Regions from separate parts of the Zea mays genome. Here region 1 is linked to region 2. A link is a contact called in public Hi-C data. All regions are on one chromosome and are shown on one strand. The core of a region is the stretch at or near the end of the contact, and the rest is flanking DNA. Distances in the headings are between cores, read along the strand shown.

Evidence for each region. A called contact is a pair of places that touch in the nucleus more often than the background predicts.
Region 1: a contact with region 2 is called in a Hi-C map of ear, with 1.6 times the contacts expected there. The contact joins the promoter of LOC103631208 here to the promoter of LOC100281199 in region 2. A contact is called at or near these places in 2 of 25 Hi-C or Micro-C datasets (bundle sheath and ear).

What each region holds. Positions count from the first base shown.
Region 1 is chr1:5,371,531-5,378,437 of Zm-B73-REFERENCE-NAM-5.0, forward strand. It overlaps LOC103631208, which reads left to right and starts at 4,646. Exons shown (of 2, transcript XM_008652169.4): 1 at 4,646-5,470; 2 at 5,562-6,106. The coding sequence starts at 4,646. The coding sequence ends at 5,585.
Region 2 is chr1:4,860,383-4,866,760 of Zm-B73-REFERENCE-NAM-5.0, forward strand. LOC100281199 (chloroplast oxygen-evolving complex/thylakoid lumenal 25.6kDa protein) reads right to left here and starts at 2,319. Exons shown (of 7, transcript NM_001154118.2): 1 at 2,075-2,319; 2 at 1,877-1,957; 3 at 1,647-1,729; 4 at 1,412-1,534; 5 at 1,245-1,316; 6 at 559-655; 7 at 106-408. The coding sequence starts at 2,240. The coding sequence ends at 302.

The DNA of each region.
Region 1 (6,907 bases), core at 3,396-5,895, 510 kb after region 2:
GACGCTGTTGGATTCTCTGTATATAGAGTTTCTCTAAACGGTCCTCTATACATTTAAATACTTTAAATAACCGGTTTAGCAAAACTAAAACATGTACAATACATTTAAGAGTATGACAAATACGTATGTATAATAAAAAATAAAAAATGTCTCTAATATAGATATTTGTGTATAGAGGACGTGATTTAGAGGACGTTGTTGGAGAGGAAGGAGATATAGAGGATAAAATCTTTTAGAGGAGACTGTAAATGACGGATATAGAGGATGGATATAGAGGACGTTGCTGGATTAGGCCTCTTTTCTGCGAGGCGAACTGCAGTCCAGCATCTGTTGTTGTTGAGAGCAATAAAAAAAGGCATTATAGGCTGTCCCTAGCAAATCGTGTAAAATAAGGGATTTATAGTGTTGATTACACCGATAGGACAACTGCTGGAGACGGCCTTAGAGGAGCCCAACTGTCCTCACCCGGTCACCCCACCCCCAATAGGCCAATACCTCATCCTTCATCCATGTAGTAGCAAAGCCTAAATACAAATTGGATCACCTCAAATAAACATTGCTAGCCTGTCGTGCACAACCCATTGATATCTCGGTGCACATGATGCATTTTTTTGGGTGGAAGGGGTTAACCTGGTTAGGGAAGGGAATTGCGTGGCATATGCTGCCAGAACATTGATGGAAATTTGCTCTCTGTATCGCAGCTGAGGCGAGCTCATGTATCATGTTTATTTGGAGGGATCTTCATACCACAGTTAACCTAATTGGAATGTTAGTTTATTACATGAACAGAAAATTCTGGCTCTGTATGGTAGCAAGTTAACAACAACAACAACAACAACAACAATGCATGTTATCTGGCTGCAATAATCGTGTAGGATTACAATTATACTTAGACATGCAACTTTTAATAGTCCAATTGCCATTGAGTGCAATTTACAAGCTACTAGGTCAGCCAGGGTTTGACCGGTGGTCCTTATTTCAAATTAGCACTTATGGCATGGCTACACTTGCACGATACATAGGAGCGTAGTTGTACCAGTTAACAACCATTAGTTGACAAAACACGCTGATCAGTAATGTCAACTTGAAGCCTGTGTCTTTTGAAAATAGCTGGAAATGGAGCAGGAAAACTGTGTCTTACCATTCTCAAACATGTAATATTTTACTCGAAATCCATCAGACGGTCAGTACCTTTCAGTTACCTTCTGGTTACCAGCTAGAGCCAGTATTCTGTTGATTTATGTTCTGGCTTTTGACTTGTCCCTCTGGTTTGTGCGGGGCCTTTACTGAGTGAAAGGTAAGCGACTTTAATTTGATTTCCTAGTGTACTGCCATTTGATTTCCAGGCTTTGTAACCCAAATTTTGCCACAACAACCCAGTTCCTGACTGAACAGCTCAGCCACTATACTAAAGTACTCCTTTTCCTTTTGCCTTAGTATGAATCAGTTTGTTAATGGTGGTGATAATATGTCTGTGATGATTTTAGCCTTTCGATAAAAAGGGATGCCGGCATCAGTTCAATGTATGGGCATTCTTGGGGCCATATACACTTGTCGGTATTATGATGCCGAGTGCTTTGAGTAAAGATATAACCTGGTGGGGCGCCCAGTGTTCCACAAAAGGATTACCGGGATGCGCCATATTCAAAGGTATGGTCGGCTCTTACTTATGTGCAGCTGCTGTCAAGTGCTGGGAACAAGATCTGTGGTAAAATCCGGTGTAGGGCACATTTGCTGGCCTCCTTGCTCCACTTCTTTTTACCACCTGTGCCCCACTGCCCCCGATACTGGGAAAGTTCTCTTCGTACTTTGTTTTTCTTTTGCGTCACTATATAATACTGTGTTGTGAGCCTCTCAATTTTCTGGGCATTCATTCATGCTGTTTTAGTTATACAAAAAAAAAGGCTCTATCATGCTGGAAGCTGGAACACAAGATGTGTTGAATCATTGTACACTTTGGCTGCGTTCGTAGATGCCTTTTTTTTGCAACAGAATGTGCTTAGATAGAAATATTTATGCGGAAATCTCTTTGTTCTTAATAATATATGGAGAATAAAGCTTTTATTTCTCCCCTGTCTTTATTTTCCTATTTGTGATCACTATGCCCGACCATCTGCATAAAGAGAAAATAGACACCCGGAAATTTTTGAGCGGTTCCTTTTTCACTGGCGCGTCACAGCTGAGGTTCTTTTTCTCCGCGGCCCATGGAATTGTTCGCTTTCCCTTTTTCACAGCTGGGAGAGAGCTGCCAATTCCGTGCCCCAGGCGGAATAAAATCAGCTGCATGGCGATGGCAATTCTGCTCTCCCAGCCATGAAAAGTCAACAGCTTCAAGAGGCCGGTAACGTACATGATCGGGCTACGTCTCGTATACTTTTATGTCTTTTTGTTTTGGACATTTTGAATACCTTTCGTCTGCTTTATTTTCCCTTTTCTCCTCCCATCTGCTGATGTCTTTCTTTTGTGAGCATTAATTATAGTGGTCGTTATTACATCCCTAATCTCATTCTGTTTATTGGATGGCAGCAGCTCTCCTACTCCTACCTCTCACTGCCAGTCCCCCTCCTTTCCCATATGCATTTAAAATTACTGCTAAACCCCGTTCCTTGATCAGTGACAGTGCTGTCAAGAGTTTAATTTGTGCCGCCAAACATGAAGAAGCATCTAGTGCCTAGCCTAGCAGGTTAACTTTAACTTAACCCTGCAGTTATTTTCAGTATCTTTTAAATGCAAGCCGAGAGACAGAACAACTGCACGAGTGGAACCGGAACATGAGCCTGGGACGGCGAACTGCTATGTCCGGGTGTCGTCGTTGCTACACGCTACACAGACAGTCTCCTCTACTTTGTTCCAGGGTTTCTCTAGCTTTTGTGAAAGTCGTGGACCATGCGTGTTCAGTGCTCTTGATCCTTGAACCGTATTCTCTCTGTCACCTTTGCCACCGCTAATCATGCATAGCCCAAGCCCCAAGCCTGCCACACACGTCCCGTGGCTCCATGATCTGAACGATCCAAGCCGATGCCCGAATGCTATGGCCCCAATCCGAGATTGGACAACGACGTGACATGATAAGAAAAAACATATGTGGTTCTTCCTCTTTCTCCGAGTTTCCCTTTTCACAGCCTATTTAGAACCGTAGCATTAGCTATAACTGTTTGTTACAAATTACAATGACAATGATTGGGAAAAGCCTAGCAATTCCAAGAGACTCTTTATATTTTTTTTCTAATTATTAAAAATAGGGTTCTTTTCAAAAAAAAAACTCTTCAACAACTTATTTAAATAATTATCAAAATATAGATATCTTAGAGTATCTCCTAGAGTATTTCTAAATTTCACTCTCTAAAGTATCATTTAGAGAATCATTTGCATAAAAAATATTTTCTATATCCTTTCAATCTCCAACGGCCTTTCAATGGTTGTAGTTGTTTTGGATTATAATATGTACAGATTATATAATATAGTGTAAATAATCTAGTAGGTAACAAACACCTAGATATAGGTCCAGATTATACAATCTAAAACTCATATTGTGATAATCTTATAATCTCCTTAAGAGTAGCTTATTTGAAATCATTTTTGACAAAAGACCCTGTACTCATGGTTATGTTCATAAAATTACAACCTCTGTCATTTTTTCTTCTTTCCCTAAATCACACGCACGCGGGGTATTATTGTCTTTGTGTCTCAAAAATCAATAATCTTCATTTATATAATTTGGTCATTCAAACAGCTACACATAGATTATATTTTTTGCAGATTATAACCAAGAATATATAATCTAGATTATATAATATATAAGCTAAAACAAATATGCCATATATCTTGTTTGCACGAGCCATTTATGTTTTCTATATTTGGCTAGCGAGAAACCCGGAATAGAATTTGACTATATTTAGATAACATGTTGGAGGGTATTTTTAAAATAAAAAATATTTATATAGATTAGAAGAATATGCTCTTATATTCTGGGGTTCTCGCTAGCCAAAGATAGAAAACGCGAATAACTCTTTAGTGTGTAAATAAGATAGAAAAGTTGTTGGATATAGGAAGTGATTACTTAGAGAGTAAACTTTAGAAAGACTCTTGGAGATGCTCTAAAACTGTATGTGGAGCTATAACGGTTTAGTTCATAACCGTCGAATAACGAAAAAAATTCCGCCCCCGTGATTGAGTCTAAAAATGAGACGGTTCTTAGACAGAGTGTGTAAAATAAGAGACGTGGAACTATAGATGATATTATTACTGTTCGGTTAGAGAAGTTTAAAATATAGAATAAGATAGAGAATGAAACATGAATCTGTGGAGATTAGGGCCAAAATCCATCCTTGCTATCCTCCAAAGAGGTGAAGTTGACCGGATAACACCTGAGCCTGAATAGTATTGAATACAAACCATCGTGCCTTTTGTACGTACGTATGTTTGTTTGTATCTGTCGATAATCCGTCCGCGCCCAGCGACCTGAACATCGAAACCCGAGACGAGACCTTTTTTTTTCCTTCACGGGACAAGAAAGACTCAATGAATCTGTTGCCATGACAGCGATAACAAGCGTAATAAACGGGAGGGAGGGAGGGAAAATAGAAATAGAACAAAATTGCTGGGTAAAAGAAAATAGAAGCGCGGCACGAGGACAAGGGGCAACATGGACATTGCGCCCGATGCCACAACCACAAGCCCACAGAGACGGACATTGCGGCGCGCGCCTATATCTTCGCTTTGCCCATGCCGTGCACGCCCCTCCTCAGCGCTGCCACTGCCACCGCGCCGTCTCCCGTCCCCCGTCCGCGCGCGCGCGCGCACGCACGCCGGCCAGGCCCAGGCCCAGGCCCTCATGGAGGTCGGTCCGACGCAGCAGCGCCTCGGCGACAGCTTCTCCCGCGGGTGGCTGGCGAAGCGCGGCGCGCGGGCGCCGTCACTCGAGCACCTCGTCGCCGACGCCGACCTCGGCCATTCCTTCGGCAGCTCCAGGTCGTCGTTCATCGACATGGACCCCGCCGCGCTCTTCTCCATGCGGTGGACGGCCACGGCCGCGCCGCCGCCGGAGAGCGACTTCGAGTTCGGGCTTATTATTCCCGGTGGCGTGGGCGGGGGCAGTGACCCCCCGTCCCCGGCGCTGGTCAGCGCGAGCCGCCGGGTCATCCGCGACGGCCGCCTCGTCCCCGGCGACCCGCTGTTCTGCTCGGCCCGCAGCGCGCCGGCCTCCCCGTCCCCGAGCCCGTGCTGCGGCGGGAGGGCCGCCGCCGCCGGGAGGCGCTCGTCGTGGTGGAAGATGCCGCTGCAGTACCTCCGGTTCCTCCTGCCGCTGTACCGCAAGGTGAGGGCCCTGCGGCGTCTCCCGGCGCCGAGGCGGCGGCCCCGCGTGGCGCCGGCCAGCCCGGCGCGCGCGTCCGCGTCCAGCCTCGACTGGTGCCACGGCAATGCCGACACCGCCGTCCGCGACGCCATCCTCTACTGCAAAAAGTGCAGCGTACGTCCATGGCCCCTCCACCGATGATCAGTCCGCTCCATCCTCTCCCAAGACTCCAAACTGACACTGCCGTTCCCGCACACTTTTTCAGGCCGCCGGACAACAAGACGCATAGCACACGACCTTGTCACGTGAAGTCCTCCGAGCCGTCCGTCGCCCTGTGCCGTCTCGTCACCGAGCTCTTTGTCTGCTCATCGTCTGTCCGACGTGATGGCGGTCATGGCATCGCCCTGTGCCATCTCTATACCACACCTCGCACAAAGATTACAGCGTCCGTGTATTTGAACTGCCGCGTGAATGGCTCGTGATGTACAGTTTAAAATCCAAAGTTTAAACATTAATCCGTAGAAACGAAACGGAGTCGGCCTTTTCTGCCTCACGTACCGGTGGTGGTGGCCTGGTGGGGGTGCCGGGGAGGGAAGGAATAGTAAACAGATTGCGGCAGCGACTGAAAGCGTCATTATTCCAGAAGAAATCCTCGGCTCTTTATACTGCTGACCTAGCACTCGTTTAGCACGTTGTGCTTGGCGCTCTCCGACCGTAAATTGAATTCGTTTGGTCGGCTCAACAAAAAATTCGCGTTGAACCAGGGCCATGCTTGAGATTTCAGTGACCCCGGACGAAAGTTTATATATAGACCATTTTGTCCCATATATATATATATATATATATATATATATATATATATATATATATATATATATATATATATATATATATAATAGTTATGTATATATATATATATATATATGTAATTATAAACACACATTTCGACCTATTGGGCGGCCGGCCGGCTCGACACCCCTCAGGCCTGCGTTGAACAGAGCCACACCACGCACGGGATCTGTCCGGACGAGGTTGAGAAGCAGGTGCAGGTTTAGACAGTAAACTAGCGTCCAAAGTGTGTCTCCATCTCCCATATATAATCAGAAGAAGGACGAGCCGTACTCGTTTACAAAAGGATAAAGAAAAGAAGCTGGAACCTGACCAGGAACAGCAAGCAAGATCAACAATCTCGCGCCATATATATTTGCACTCAGAAAATCTTTGACAGTCTGTGCCGTCCGAAACAAAGGCTTCTTCTTATTTCTTTTTTTTTCTCTTTCCTTCAAAATTCAGTTAGTACGTAATCAGCTTCCTCCGTACACAGGCTATAGAAATAGAATTAAGCAGGCAGGCAGATGCCGTCTGAGGGCGCCACTGGGATGCGCGATCTGGCATGCATGCTCCGACTAAGATGGCCAAACGGGCCGCCCGGCCCGGCCCGGCCCGGGCCCGGTGAAGCCCGGCCAAAAACCGGGCCGGGCCTGCTGTGCCAGCGGGCTTAATTTTCTGTCCAAGCCCGGCCCGCAGCGGGTCTAAACGGGCCGGGCCGGCCCGTTTAGCACGAAAAAACGGGCCGAAAAGCGGGCTAAACGGGCCGGTAAGCACGTTTTA
Region 2 (6,378 bases), core at 1,069-3,568:
TTTAAGTTATAGTCCAATTCCAAAGAATTGGACGTCTGATTTCAAATCTCATTTGCACGTACCTAACAACATTGATTCTAATTCCCAATTTTATGCTCCAATATCTACATCCAAACAAGATATTATTATTATACACATAAAGTACAAACAAATGTTGCTCAAGTCTGGTAACAAACATTTCGAAATGAAACTGATCAGCATAATCCACAATCCCGGTATTTACTACTGAAAAATCTCAGCACTGCAGTTATGTAAGAAAAAGCGAATCAACGAAGGAAAAACAACACAGCAATTCAGGCACTCATATTCTATTTTCGATTTTGAAGGAATCCACAACAGTATGCAGCCTATCCTTCATCTTTTCCCACCTCCTCTCGTTTGCTCCAGTGGTCAATGTGTAAAATTTGCCTGCAGCATCCCACTCACAATTAGTAGAAAACATTAGATGGCAGTGACCAGTGACGGCATTTGGACAGTTTTTCCAGTTACCACAAGGTCCAGGGTAGTACAATATATCACATCTTACTGACGGAGACGATCACGGGTGGCAGATCATACCATTTGCAATTACAATAGCACCAAGTGCATGTCTGGTGTAGTTTGGAGCCTGAGCTGTGAACTCAAAAGTGTAGTAAGCCCTCCCATCAACATCATTCTGCATCAGAAAACACATCTTGTAATTTTAGCAACATAAGTACCAAAATATATCTTTCAAGAACAGAATAGCATGGCCAATTTGAAGAACATGATGTTCTGCAAATAACAAAAACTGATTCTAATATACAAATGGGAGAACTACTAGCTAATTTATGGTGGTATCTATATGTTTTATCTGTCATATTGCCGCCTGTACTTTCAAGTTGGTAACTGGCTACGTAATCTTTTATTAGCTCAGCATACCAGCTGAAACTTGGAAACCAGGCAACAAATTTCAATACATGTTGTAGGTGGAAACCATTCATTAGTACATTTGCTATTTTCAGAGAGTAGCTGTTCAGCTTACTGCTCAACCTAAATAAAATGGACTCAGAGAGATTCGTCAATCAGCACCAACTAAGCTCATTCCGTCTTTTATAATTCTGTCCACGTAAACCAATCGGCATGCGTGAATGAACTTATTTAAAGAACCATGCTATGTCACAAATCATCATTCCCCGATCCTCAAAGATTTGACACGCACTGGTGTCCATGAATATTAACAGGAATAGTTAGGCCAAGCATGGAAAATTGGACGGAAGGCACACCTCTTTCGCCTCAATTAACTTTGTCTTCTGTGTTGATGGTGCCAAAACCTTTTTAATCAGAGCCTCGGCAACCTGACAAACAGGAGTTAAAACATCAAAATTGGACCTTTTTCCACTAGATACCTATGGACTATCCAAGTTTATTTATGGAAAAGAGAATAGTAAACCTTATCCGGAGGACCAAGATCACGGATATCCTCCTTGCTAGTTGGAATAGAGTTGACGCTCACACTCTCGAGAGGCTCTATCACATCTTTGTACACCTTGTCTTGCCCTTGCACAGCCACTTCCTGGATAGGATAACGTGGTCAGCCTCACACACGTCAAGATAAAATACATCGCGCAGCCAGTCTCTTCAATCAACCGAGCACGGTAATACAAGAAGTGTTTGTCAGTTGTCACCTCCCATCCGAACGGGTAGAGGAAAGAGTAGCCAGCCTTCTTGTCGACGACGGGCAGGAACCCTTTCTTAGCCTCTGCTGCGACTATACCAGATCAGAAGCGCACTCAGAGGCGCAGTTTTGACCAAATAAACCATTCACACTGCAAGCTCGTCTCCCACTGACACTGAGCGGCCAGTGCACATCAAAGCGCCAGCAACGCTGCATAAAGCGAAGAGGTAAATTACTCACATGCCGCCGGATTAGGCCGGGAGAGGAACGCGGCGGCACCGGCAACCAGCACACGCCGCCGTACGGAGCAGACCGCCTCCTCTGCGTCAGGCAGGGCACACAGCAACGTCGGTAAAGCGAGACGCCATAGAGGTGCAAAGGGGAGGGAGGGAGGGAGACGCAATCCTGCTCAGGAGAAGCGGCGGCGGGGGTACCAACCGTTGTCAAGCAGCCGCGGCGGCGCGGGGCCGCAGGCGGCAGCGACGGGCGCGACGGCGCAATGCCGCTTGCGCAGCGACGGGCCACCGGCCCCAAGTCGGCGTGCGACGGCCGCTGGAGAGGAGCACGGCGCGCGGAGGCAGGCGGCGGGCACGGCCGTTGCCATGTGAGGCGTCGGGAAGGAGGATGGGGCGGAAGCGAATCGAGGCGACGAAAAGCTTGCGGACCCCGTGCGACGAGTAGGATTTCGCTCCCTTTCTGGTCCACACGACGCGCCAGCCGACCGGATGCGCGAGTTTGGAAACTGGACGGGCGGCGCCGGCGCGGGGCCTGTTCCTGTTCTCAGCAGCCACCGCGAATTTGGCCCATCACGGGGGGCGGGCTGGACAGGAGCAGGCCCATTTATGGAAGGAATCGGCCTGTTTTGTGTTTCCACACCGTATGTGACAAAAAAAAAGTAATATATGGGCTGTACTGACAAAAAGTATTGAAACAAGCCCACATGGGCAGAGAGATTATTTGGAGGGGGAGCTGATGAGGGGTACAGACAGACAGTTTCTGATGCAGTCGGCAAGTTCCATTCTAGTAACAAACAAACTAGTACCGAAAAGCTAAAATGAAAGAGAAGCATCCAAAATACTCCTAGGAGGTCGGGGTCCTGAAGAGCTCGAGGCAGTGCTCCTGGTCCAGGTTCCTGCTCCAGAACTTGGCGTAGTACTCGGCGTAGGTGTAGTCCCTGTAGACGGCGGGCGTGCCGTCGGTGAGGAGCCTGGCGGCGGGGCCGATGCGCGCGTCGTTGCAGGGGCAGAGGAACGACGCCACCGACATCCTCGGCCTGTCGGCGTTGACGACGGCGCGGTGCCACACGCTCCTGTACCTGCCGTTGCTCAGCGCCTGTGCAGGTGCAGTGCAGTAGTGGAGGCCAGGGGCAGAGAGGAGGTGAGAGGGTGGGAATAATGGGAGAGCGAGACAAGAGCACGTCACCTGCAGCTGGTCCCCGATGTTGACGACGAGCGCGCCGGGCCGCGGGTTCACGGCGATCCAGCGGCCGTCCTTGAGCACCTGCAGGCCGGCCACCTGCTGGTCCATGAGCAGGATGGTGAGCGCGTTGGGGTCCGTGTGCGCGGGCAGCCCGTACGTGAGCTCCGGCGCCGGGCACCTCGGGTAGAAGTTCACCGCCATGTGCTGCTCCTGCTCGCCCAGCGCCTCCTTGATGTACGCTCCGTCCAGGCCCAGGCCCTCGGAGATGGCGACGTACAGCCTGAACCCCAGCTCCCGGACCGCACTGCAGTACGCGCTCACGGTCCTCCTGTACGTGCGTGTGACAGTGTCAGTACCACCACACACACACACAAAGCTGTTACTCGTGATGCATGCATGCATAAATACATGCGTGTTGCATGTGTGTGTTAAAATTCGCTCCTTTAAACTTAAGAACTCTAGCACTTCAAGCGTGATGAATTTAGCCTTCTGTTTAGAGATCTAAGATTTTAAAGGAACAAGAACCACGCACGCCCTTGTCCTTTAGTACCAAGTTAGCAAGCGTGGTGTCGTCGACGTACTGTCCTCGTCCCGTCCGCCTCGTCGTCTGCACGCTTGCAGTCATTTTCTTTCATGTCATCGGGGACACGAGATCACACGTGCTATTCTATCCTAGGCTTTTCTGCACTGCATCCGAGCTGTGTGTTGCGCTCTCTCTCACTCTCATCGTCTTGTCTCTTGGTGGCCGCCGCCCCGGTTTCTTTAACTCTAGTCGGTTCCACTTCCACATCTGGTGGTACCTAGCAATATCGTTTTGGGGGCTCACTTCACCTAAATGACATTGTCATATAAATCTAATTATATAGATGGAGGCTAACTAGTAGTGGTACAGAACACTAATAAGTTAAATCCAAAACCTTAAACTGAAGGTATAAGATCTAATTTAAACAAAGATTCAAACTTGTGACGTCTGATATCATATTAAGTTTCATGCACTAGCCAACTTAATTCAAAAGCTTAAGCTTAAGTAGTTAATACACTTATACACTTCAACAAAACAGGAAGACGAGTTTATTAAGCCTAATTAATATATGATTAACTCATGTAATGCTACAGTAAATATTTAATAATCATTGCTTATTTAGGCTTGATAAATTTGTTCGTCGCCTAGTTTTCACCTATGTACAGACTATATTTATTACTCGTAATTAGTATTCAAACTTTAGATGTGATATAGACTAAACTTAGTCATCAAAACCAAACACTAACTCTGGCTCTAAGGTTGTTTGTAATTGTAGGGGAAAAAACTAGCATGTGTAGCCCGGCTAACAGTCGAGTCGCGTTGTAAAAGAATATGTCCATCTCCAGCAGCAGGTGCATGCAAACACGGAATAAAGAGAGAAAGATCATCGGTCTATATGGAAAATTTGGAAAACAGAGAGCACCCGGATTTTAAGTAGACACGGAGACATTTTAGTATCCACATTCGAGCTCTGTTGGAGAGTAGCTCATTTTCCCGCAAGCGGGACACGATAGGGTCCTATTGGACGACACACACTAATGTCATTTTCAATGAGAGTTTCATGAAAGATTCCATTTTATTGCATTAATTATTATGCCACATAGGATTTTTTATGACATGGCTATATTTATTATAAAATATGTGAAATTAGTTTCATTATCATATAACTATGCCAACATATTTCTAATGTATTGCAAAGCGCGTGAAACCACTGTTGAGAGCAATTTTGTTTCATCTCCATCTATTTAATCTATTCCTATGGGTTATTTAGCCTGTGAAATTGTCATGAAAATCTTCATTAAGAGAGTATATTTCATTCTTTATTTATTCTTATTTTTATTAATATGGCAACATTGGAAATAGTGTAACGAAACTACCACTTAGAATGATCTAAAACTCTCCAACGTTCCAACGCCTTATGGAGCTTCTCCCCCTCACACCTACTCATGTACGCGGTCACACCTCCCCCCTCGATCTCTTCTCGGTAAGAGTTAGTTTGGGAGTCTAAATACTGGAGGTGATTGGAGGAGCTAACATACACTCCTTATTCAAAATTGAATAAGGGCTAGTTTAGAAACTCGAATCCCCCTCGGGATTGAAGAAGATTGGAGAGGAAATTAGTTCATTTCTACCTCAATCCCCTCCAATCCCGAAGGGAATTTAAGGTTCCCAATGTAGCCCTAAGGAGGGGATTTTAGTCCCTCAAATCCTCTCCGGTTTTGTGGCTCCTAAACTAGCTCTAAGAGAAAATTTTAACCTATGGAGAGGGAGCTTTTAATCTCCCCCTCTCCAACAATAATAATTATAAAATTAATTATTTTGGGTTTAATTAGTAGATAATAATATGTATTGCGGTAGTATAAATATAGTATGATTTTTTTAAAACTCTAAAAACTCATGCATTAAAGTCAAATAGCTTCTTTAAAGGTTAAAGGATGAGCTCAATGTGAGGAATGGTTGGAGATGAGTTGAGATAGGGAGAAATTAGTTAAGGGGAAGATATTTAAACATGAATAAAAAGTATGAATGATGGGATTTGGGATGGAGAATGGTTGGAGTTAGCCTAAGAGTTTGTTTGGGAATATAATTTTTCAAGTTTGAAGACAGCACTATGGTATTTAAGCATACCATAATATTTTAGGCTAAAAGATGGTTGAGTAAAATATAGAAACTCTATATTTTAAATCATAGTTTTATTAATACCGTAATATTTTTGGGTCTAAAAAACTTTAGTATGGAATAAAGTTTTTTTGTTAACACATTGCTACAGCTTACTCTTTCTCCTTCTCTACTATACTGCAACCACAGTATTGTTGTTTCATGACATTCGATAAACCGTTCTATTAAAAAGCAATAGGCCCTAAGCAGCGGGCAGAAAAGCCAAAGTTTGAGAGAGTCCTGCTCCCGGACGTGCTCTTCAGAAAACAGACAAACAAGTTGGTTGGTCTCTCTCCCTCTCTTCTGATCGGTAACCTCAGCAGATGCGGCTATAGCATTTTCTCTCTCCTCATATTTTTCTTTTACTGTAGCTCAACAACACCCTTCCCTCGCCCCGGCCGGCCAGCTGCGTTATATGTGACGCAAGGTCGACGACGATGACTCACGACTCGCCATGCATGCTGATGTCAGTTCTTGGCTTCTCTTTTAATTGTAGAAATTTGCTTGTTTTGTTGTCACACGGATAGAATCGTATGACTATTTCGATACTTCTAGTCTATCTAGGCGACAAAAGAAAAGAGTCAATGGGTCATCTCTCTCTACTCTTATGTTTTATAGATGTATTGGAATTAACTGTCTTCAT